Linked DNA regions of Anas platyrhynchos: region 2 is linked to region 1. Evidence: chromatin contacts called from public Hi-C data. All regions are on one chromosome and are shown on one strand. The core of a region is the stretch at or near the end of the contact, and the rest is flanking DNA. Distances in the headings are between cores, read along the strand shown. Region 1 holds the start of GALNT15 (polypeptide N-acetylgalactosaminyltransferase 15). Region 2 has its middle 49 kb from the start of ANKRD28.

What was found. Hi-C and Micro-C count contacts between places; a contact is called where the count stands out from the background.
Region 2: a Hi-C map of subcutaneous adipose tissue shows a contact between it and region 1, with 4 times the contacts expected there. The contact joins the enhancer-like site here to the promoter of GALNT15 in region 1. A contact is called at or near these places in 2 of 8 Hi-C or Micro-C datasets (F1 follicle and subcutaneous adipose tissue).

Annotation. Positions count from the first base shown.
Region 1 is chr2:122,800,672-122,805,505 of IASCAAS_PekinDuck_T2T, reverse strand. GALNT15 (polypeptide N-acetylgalactosaminyltransferase 15) reads left to right here and starts at 2,570. Exons shown (of 10, transcript XM_072033507.1): 1 at 2,570-2,751; 2 at 3,696-4,238. The coding sequence starts at 2,726. It overlaps LOC140001589 (a long non-coding RNA gene), which reads right to left. Exons shown (of 3, transcript XR_011806951.1): 2 at 1-59.
Region 2 is chr2:122,866,182-122,871,015 of IASCAAS_PekinDuck_T2T, reverse strand. No RefSeq gene overlaps it. Among named protein-coding and RNA genes, the nearest start is that of ANKRD28, 49 kb to the left of the region's middle. Within about 2 kb of position 2,750, at least 1 of the 8 cell types and tissues checked has an H3K27ac peak or open chromatin away from gene starts, as enhancers often do. A contact at or near this core is called in subcutaneous adipose tissue, where this site is marked.

The DNA of each region.
Region 1 (4,834 bases), core at 1,321-3,820:
CAGGCTCTGCACATTGGAGGTATGCGTTGTTTCTTCACGTACGGATAACATAACATGTCCTGTAACATTTAACAAGTATGTGATGGGGAACAGTTTAGACAAAATTGCAAGACAGAAATTATGTGGGGAGGAAAGGGTAAGTACAAAGAGCTACACCACAGTGACTGAAAGGCTTTTTACTCTGGATACTCCTAATATGTTTGAAATGAATACCAAGACCTAGATTTGATTTCATGTCCTAGCTCTCATCAATTAGTGACCAAAATTTGAGCAACAGTGAAGGATGGTGAATGTTTCCTTCCTTACCAGTCAGAGGCACAAGCAAGCACTAGAGAATGGAAGAGTTGATAAGACTTGACCTAGTATTTAAGGTTTCTATACCTTCTGCAACAGGGTCTGCCTGAGCAGAACTTGTTAGAAGCCTTTCACCATCTGCATGGGTTGACCAGCAGGACGAACAACATGAGATTGGCACTGGTAAATATTGGCAGTGGTTGATATTGGCACTGGTCAATATTGGTGCTGGAGGCTGGCCCTTTCAGGAGCAGCTGCTGATCTATTTGGCACAGCTTGTAATGCATTTCTCTCTGGCTGCCCCTAGGTCTGCTGCACCAACAGCAGTCTGAGGACAACAACATCTTTCGTGAGCAGTCCATTTTGTGGGCTACCTGTATGAAGCAGCACTTAGAGAGTGAAGGTGAAGAATTTCATTATTGCTAGGCAGGGAGCTGATAAGCAAGTGATGTTGTTCTTCAAGTGCCATTCAGAAACAAGACATAACCTCCCAAACACTAAAAACCTCACGCATTGGAAAGTCAATCTCTCTTCTGTATGCTGGCAGTGGGAAACCACGGGACTCTTCTGGCTCGTTTTTAAGAGTAAGACACTGCTTGACACATGATGGTTTAGGAAGGCTCGTCTTGCAGCGTTAGGGCTGGCTGAGGGAAAGCTTCAATGGAGAAGTCCATGCTGGATGGGGAGTAAGGTCTGCTGGAACAGTGCCATGTGATATTTCATACTTTTATACATATAATTTACTGGACTAATCTCCAAACATCTTTCTGCAATTGTTTGCAGTTGTTCATTTCTTCTTCATTAAAATTGTAAGGATATATTCAAAGGTAAGATTCCATATGCATATATTTCAATGATAACATTGCTGATCAGCTCTGTCCCAAAAGGAGCAAATATTTCCGTAAATTTGTTAATTGTGTTTCATCTGTAGCTGAAATCTAGTTGCACAAGAGACCCAGGTGGATTTGTTCAGCAACACAGAACACGCAAGGACAGAATTTATACAGCAGTTACCACTGCAGGCTAGAATTACCTTGATCAGCGTTGTTAAAGAATCCTGTTTTACTATTTTAGTCAAGGCAAAAAATAAAAAAATAATTAAATTAAATCAAAATACTTGGGTAGATCAAAAAAAGAAGAAAAAAAATACTACTTTCTCCTATTTATTCCACACACAATCTTCCTTCAGTTTCTCCCTTTCTTCCATTTGCCTGGTATTAGTACTCTGTGAAACCACACATTTTGCAAGTCACTGGTGCCAGATTTTGCAGAATATCTCGGACAGGTCTCTTCATTTCCATTTCATTTTGTCTTTCTATGTCTGACATGTATTGTTATTTAAATGAATGCTTTTGAACTCAGATTTTTTTAATGCAAATGTGTGCTGCTTCCCTAATGAATTGAAAACTTCAACACTTTTTTTTTTTCCTAAGGAAAGAAGGATAAAGAGCAATATTCTCAAGATGGAAGGTGGGTTGGGATGTTACTTTTCTGTGAATTTAAGCTAAAAAGGGAAGGTATGCACAATGGTGAAGTATCAAAATGTTGGCTAAATCTTCCATCTACCCAGGATATAGCAGTGTTATATCATTTTAAGAACAGCTGAGGTAGGCAAGGTGCCAAGGCACGGCAGACTGGTCTCACTTGTTCAAGGCATTCTGCATAAGACAGTCAGGGGAGTACACACAAGTGCCAGATGCTACGTGCCTGCAGCAACTGTAAGGTGCTCTCTCCAGTCCCTCCTTTTGAAACCAATTTAGTTGAAAAGTTGGTGTCCCGTCCTTTTTAGCTGTTTGAAAGCTGTTTACCAGGACCCATAGACTGAACTTATAGGAGTAAGCAAAGAGGCTATAGGGAGGTAATGGGCAAGAAGGAAAGAAAGAATGAATGCCTGGCTTCCTTTAAAGTGTACTGCATTCATGTATTCAGGTTTTTCTTTTACCTACAATGTCTAGAAATCTACTTTTTAACAAAAGGTGAATATGGAAGTTCTCCAGTAGCCACATGCCTCCTAGAGCTGGAGGTTGGAGCTTTTTGATCATCAAATGCTACAGGATATGGGGGAAAGAAAAAAAGAAAAACAAATCCCATGTCCCCAGCATCAAAAAGGTTAGTAACACCTGAGTGTCTTCTCTATTTGATCTCTGCCAGACCAAGAGGCATGTGATGCTGAAGCATGTGGACTGTCTCACCCTTTTCCCATTGGACAATCATCCGTCTTGCAGCAAAAAAAATGCCACAGTCAGTGCCCGCTAGCACCCTTGCCAGCAGCATTAGCAAACAGACCTCAGAGACTGAGCTCCCCTTTTACTCACAGAAGTTGTTCTCTCTCAGTGTCAGTAGTCGTTGTTCCAGCCCAGGCTTTCTACATGTTATTCCTGGACTATTGAAAACTGGAAGTGCTGCTCCCCGTGCAACACTGAATTTATGGATGAGGAGACAACTTCAGTCTGCCAGGTGATAATTTGGCATCCTTATGTCAGTGTTAAAATCCCTACAGCTGTAAATATTTATTGCAGATGAAATATACTCATATACTCCAGCTAGCACATTACCATATGAATAAATCTAACACTAAATAAATCATGCGCACTCCATCTTTTATTCAGTTTATGAAATTCTTGCTTCTCACTCTGAGCATTCTTAGCTTAATAAGGTTACTCAGAAGTCGGGTGATTCGTGGTACACCCTGACTTGTTTTATAACACGGCGTTTTGCTTCTTATATTTCTCCTCTGACAGCTTTTGCAAAGTTTTGATTTGATAGGACAAGAACAGTGAGGGCATTAGGACCAAGAGAAAGACGCACACATTGCTCTGTATTATGTCTGGCAAAGTGCTTCCTGACTGAGTGCTGTAGTTATGTGTGAAACAAAGTCAGGGACTGACTAGTTCTCTCATCTGTTGATCACAGCGAACTCGAAGCCTCAGAACGGGGGAAAGCTGTCAGATCTGCTTTCAGAGATAAGGCACATCAGACCAGGCAGCAACGGGAAACTTTGAAGAAGCAGGAAATACTCTGCAAGGAAGCTATAAGAAATGGATTTTCTTTTTACTTAGAATTTAGAAGGGAAAAAAAATCAAAACTTCAGCTACTTTTTTCATCAGCTAAACATGCTCTTTCTTAACTAAGCCGGGACTGAATAATAACAGATCTACTTCATCCCACTGGATCCATGCTGCCTTTTACTACAGTAAGTGCAATATTAATAGGCATTTTTTTCTGTTTTGTCTGTAAATAGAGAGGAGAGCATGAAACGGCATCAGTGAAATGTGAGGGGAACAGAAAATCCTCTTGGCAGATAGTGAAAACCAGTGCTCTGCTGCAACCCGAGGACTGGAATCTGAGCGATATCCAAGTGGTGTTTAACATGACCATCTGTATCATTTTGTCACCAACAGCATGTTCTTGAGGAAGAAATGCAGATATGGATCACGTAAGCTGCAGTTTCTCTTGTTGCTGCTGATGCTGGGCTTTTTGCTGCTGATGGTCACAACGCTGAATCCACCGCCCAGCAACCAGAGCAAGGACGGGACCTTCCAGCCGGTGGAGTTCAACCCCCGGGAAGGCTATCAGATGGGCTTTGCGGAGCCCCAGGAGATGCTGGACACCCAGGAGGAGAGCCAGCAGTACTACCCCTTGGACGGGCTGTCGCCTTTCATCTCCCTGCGGGAGGACGAGCTGATCGCCGCCGTCGTGTCGCCCGCGGGACGAAGGAACCACAGCAAGGCCAGGAAGGGCTATCGTGTGGTGAAGCAGCAGAGCCGGCGGCCGGAGGCAAAGGAGGGGGACCCGGAGTCCCAGCTCGAACCCCTTCCCTTGGAGGACGGGCATGGGGCTGCCGTGGGGCAGCAGCCACTCGGCCTGGAGACCCACGGCTTCAACGAAGCGCTCAGCGAGCGGCTGTCTCTGCGCAGGGAGCTGCCTGAGGTACGACACCCGTTGTAAGTAAAGCAACCTATTTGATCTCGGGGACAACACCCGCACCTTCCCCTGGCGCTGCCCCAAAGCCCCGTGAACCCCTCTCTCCTCCTGTGCGCCCTGTGTCTCCCTCACCAACCTGCCCCCTCGCTTTGGGTGCAGCGGGAGCCGGGAGAGGCTGACGGGGGGCAGAAATGGGGGCGCCGGGGGCAGGGTGTGTGTGGGGGGGGGTTGCGGCTTTATGGGGACGCCAGCTCTGAAAGGGGAGCACGGGCTCCGGGCGATGTTTGCCGTTATAGGGTCCCGTTATCGGGTTCTCGTTATCGGGTTCCCGTTATCGGATCCCCGTTATCGGGTCCCGTCGCCCGGTCCCCGTCCCCTCAGGCGGGGCGGGCGGGCGGCAGCGCCGCCTGCTGGTGGCCGCGGGGGCTGCGGCCGCGGCAGGTGCCGAGGGGAGGGCGCGGGGCAGGGCTCGGGCCGGCCCCGTGAGGAGAGGGCAGGGGCAGCGCCCTGAGGGGGGCCCGCAGCCCCGCAGCCCTCTCTCCGCTTGGGGAAGCCGTCTGGGCACGGGCCTGGGCAAGCTGCTGTAGGTGACCCTGCTTGAGCAGGGGTCTGGGCC
Region 2 (4,834 bases), core at 1,501-4,000, 65 kb before region 1:
GTGAGGTGTTAGGGAGCACTCAGCCCTGAGGAAGCTCATGGCAAGGGCTTAAGTTGATGGCACAAAGGATGGGGAGGACTTCTAAGAAGGTTTGAGACTGTAAACATCAGCTGCTTCCCATGTGATAGATACGCAAAGCCTGGAAGAGTGCTTGGCTTGAAGATCACCTGGTCTTCACATGAACCAGTACATAGTCTCTTGTTTGCCTGGTGAATAGCCTTGGCGTGATCCCAATGTATGATTTGTAGGTCTGAAACATGGAACAGCCTCGCAGGCTGTCCAGAAGTCACATGGCAGGGTTTGCCACCCCTGCATCCACCCCGCATTGTGGTACATCCGTACCTGCAATACAGCACATGGGGTCTCTCCCCGTGCCCATAAGTTTGGAGGCATGGTGCCAGCACTGCTGCTGCTTCTTTGGGTGGGCTCCTTCAGGCACAGGTGACATGTCCCTACAGAAAGCCACTCCTGCACTGAGTTTGTTGGGGATACCAGGCAAAACCCCTGCAGATAGAAGAGCTCTGCAGAACAGCTATGCATTTGTAGAAGACCCCAACCAAATGCCTCATTTTAAACAAATGGAGATGAATATGGAAAAGAAAAGGGGCCCCAATGAATGCTATTTCCTGGGCTGAGGAACAACAAAGAAACCCAGAGTCTTAGACCTGTCCTTCAGGAGTTGAGACATATTACTGGAAGTATAACAAAATTTTGGGGGTCCTGTTTAGGGAACTTGTTGTAGGATGCTTGCTGAAAAGACTGCTTTTTGAGACTCCCAGCAGTGCACAATCCATCAACCGAACTGCTGCAAACTGCAGCCAGGGATCAGGACTGAGATTTGAAGAGCAGAAGTCACAGCAACTACAGAAAAATGGCTTTAGCTCCAGTAAATATGAAATTAATATTTGGGAAAAAAAAATAAACATAAAATTACAGGGCAGATTGTAGGCTCCATCCAATATCATGTGTTAAATTTACAAGTTAAGGATGCCAGCACAAGGAGTCTCTGGAGTGAGAAGCTGCAGAAGTTCTCATCTGTGCACTGATTCTGTGGTTTAAGATATAAAAGTTATTCTAGAAGAAGAAATATAGAAACCCTGAATGGCTTTCCTACACAAAATTACACTTTAGTACTGGAAACTCCTTCAAACATACCATTCTGGAAACAAAGAGACAAAATTTTATTAAAAAATAAGGCAGTTAAAAAAAAAAAAAAGAGAGAGAGAGAGAGAGAGAGAGAAATTGCACTGGTCTTCCTGTGGTGGGCAATCTTTTCTTACCAAACTGCGAGATAATTTATTTAACAGAGAGGGGGACTCCACGCTAAAATCCCAGGCTCGTTTCATTCATTCAGACCTCCCACCTTTTCCCCTGCAGCCTTGCTGGCCTGGCTTCCTGCACAACGATAACATTAACATCACCTTAAAACCTCGCGTACATGACTTCAAGATACACTCGTGAACTCTGGAAGAAACAAACACTCCTTGCCACAGCGAAGTGTGGTGTCAGGGAACGTGAAAAGCACCAGACCTGCTGGTAGCAGTAGCTACGAAATAAATCCTGCCTTAGTGTTAAGGCTGCTGCTTTTGTAGTGGAGAGGCAGTGCCAAAGCAGATTGCATCAATGAGACCAATTGAACAGAGCAGCGAAATGACCTGCTAAATTCATAGTTCACCGTACTATTTTCACCATAGCAATTACCTACATTAATTCACCTTGGAAAGACAAATGCGTAGGGGCTGCCAAGGGATGCTGTCAGGAAGGAGGGAGAGGGGAGAAGAAGGGAGGACACGCACAAAGCAAGGTGGGCACTCATGCTGGGCAGAAGGTGTGGCTTCAGAAAGGGATTCAGTTGCAGAAATGGTAACTGAAAAGAGGATCTGGAAGCAGACGTAATGCTGGAAGGAGGCTGGGTAGAGGAAGAAACGAAGAGCACCCAAACCCCTTTGTAAAGCTGGGCTGAAGGGAAGCAGGAAAGGAAGCAAAAGCTCTTCGCTTCATGGGTGCCTGCTGCTGGCCACATCTTCCCAGCATTGCAGCACATTTACCAGGACCTTTTTTGAACAGAAAGACTTTATGTACTGGGTATTTTGTCACTTGCCACTGTGATGCTGGCATTCCTGAAGTCAAATGTGGCTTGTGATGCTCTCATATTAGCCATACGTTGTGATGTAGGACGCAACCCCGGAAAACCAGTATTGACATTTCACCAGGATCATGGGTCACGGTGACGGATTTTTAATGATCGTAAGCAGAAACAACCTCTGTTTTACAGCTTAGCTAAAAGAACCCTATGAAACCAAACGGCCCATAATTACCTTTATAACAGCACCTACCAGCACAGTCACGCTGCTCCCCTATCCCCCGCCGGCACAGCGCCAGCCCTCGCAGCGAACAAAGCCAAATCGCTTTCTTTCTCCCCCCATGGAAAATAAAATTACCCTGAAAGAGACGGAAGGCTAAAAGGGAAAGGAAAATTGAAAGATTGAAGGGGAGAGGACAGACAGAAGGGGAAAGAGGAAAATGACTACTGAGGACTATTTGTCTCGCTTCCTACTATTTTTGTGCGTTATGGCCCTATTTTGGGCTGCGGCATTGTGAAAGTTCCCTGTGCTTTTCCTACCTGCCATAAAACTGTGAGGACAGCCCGATGGGTGCTGCCAAAAGAGGCTCCCACCCCTGCTTTGCCTCTTGCATTCGGCTGCGGTACACAGTTGTTTTTTCCCTCAGCAGATCTTTTGCAGGAGGAGCGTACGTTGGCTGCGCTGCTTCCAGCAAAGAAAGAACATCCAAAATCCATAACCACACAATAACATCTGGGCGAGGCTTGGCCAGCTGTGGATCTGGGAATGGATTTCAAACAAAGGCAGCAGGTTTTCCCTCACATATAACTTTTTTTTATTTGTTTTCACACTTGCAATTCTCAGAAACGGTTCGGCAGAAAGTCATGAAAATAAAGCGTAGTAAGCCCACATGCAGCCCAGCGCACAGAGCAAAGGGGGTGAGATTTATTGGAGCTTTTCATGGAATAAAAGCATTTTAATTACTTGTATGTAGGAAGCAGCTTCTTCCCTCAGCTGGGGTGGACAGGGGCTTACTTCCTTGGGCCCTGCTCTGGGTGAAGCGGAGGGACCATTTCCAGCAGGATCCCTGCCATCAGCATGAGCAGGGAGCAGGGTGTAGGGCTTCGGTGCAAGATCAGGAGTATGTGACCCAGTGCAGTGGGATTCCCTTATGCCAAGTCTGGTTTTGCCCTATCTTCTGAAAATGCACTGAAGAAAGCATTACGTGAAGTAATTTGTGATGGAGGTTTGAGCAGATACTATGCATGTGCCAGGAATAAATGGGGGGGATTGGCTTCCAACGCAGTCTACTCTTTTGTTTTTGAGAGCTGAGCTAAGGTAATACTGAAAATTCAAACCAATCTGAAAGATCAGCCCCTGTGGTCAGAAGATTTACAAGCCATTCCAGCCAATATTGCCCTCCACAAAATAAATCTTGCTGGTAGGATGGATGCCAGGAGAGCAGTGCCAAAAAGATAAGAAACACCTGCCTTTGATGGTCCCTTCCTTGAGGTGTGTGATACTGCAGCAATACTGCAACAGCAGTTCTGCATGAGAGCACGAGGCATGCTACATCCAGCTTGCTCTTGGGGAACAACGAATGTGGCTGTCACGGAGGACAAAGCCGAGTTTGGGTAACCACACTTCTGGCACTCACCAGCTGTGGCCCACTGCAGCTGAGAAATTTCCTTGTGGTCCAGCAATGTTTGACAGAAGGACCTTGTTTGTTGAGCCTCTCTCTCATTCCAGCACTGGTTTTGGATTTCTAGTACCAAGAAAGCACGGCGCAGAGCGCCACCAGGCTTAAGGAGGAACGCAGCCATGCAGCCCTCTGAAGCCCTCTGAGCACTGTTCGGTGCTTTGCCATGGGTACAAAACCAGCCAGAGGCAGGCAGAGCCACGGTTAGATGTATGTCAAGAGCGATGCATTGCTCGGCTGAGGCCTGGGAATTTTTCAAGACAAATTCCAGTGAGTCCTTTTGAAAAGCAAGTCTGAATTTGAAAATACTTCTTTTCATTGGCTTCCAAGCAAAAAACATCATGTCTTCCCTATGCTGCAAGTGTGTAGGAAATCCACATCTGGACAATTAAACTGCCTGGAGATGCTCCAGCTCCGGGCTTTGAAGAAAACACTTTAAATGTTGAAAGAAAGCACTGATAAGCCAAAAATAGGGAGATGGGTGGGTCCTATCAAATGAAATCTTTCATAAATCCAAGATCATGTACATATGTATTTAATTGCAGAAGCAGTTTCTGTTCTGCTTTGGATTGCATTAATCTGAAACACTTCCATTGCTCCTCGCATTTACACTTTGAGATTCCACCCTCATGTGTTTTTTTTTTCTTTCTTTTTTTATTTTTTTTTAATTAATAGGATTTCAAACTGCTGAGATAACTTCCCAGCAAGATAATTGTTGGCCTGTGCCACTACATACCGTATTCTATCAGTTTATCTCTGAAAGGCTTAAAAAACAGCACAGCGTTTCAGAGCTTTCCTCCCTTGTGGGAAATGACTTTGCCCCATATTCCTTCCTGTCCCCTTTTCAAATTGCTCTTTTGGCTTCTCAGTTCTGCTGGAGCTTTGTGTGTGCTTTTGCTGTGGGGAGAGCATTTTTCCACTCTCTCCAGTGTGAAATTCCAGGTACAGTATTATGTCACATCAGATCTTTGTGAAAAAATGTATCTTGGCTCCAAGAGAAAAGATTAATGGAAAAATCATTCTAAACCTGCCAGGAAAATATTTTTTCCCCTTCAGCATGAAAACAAAGTGT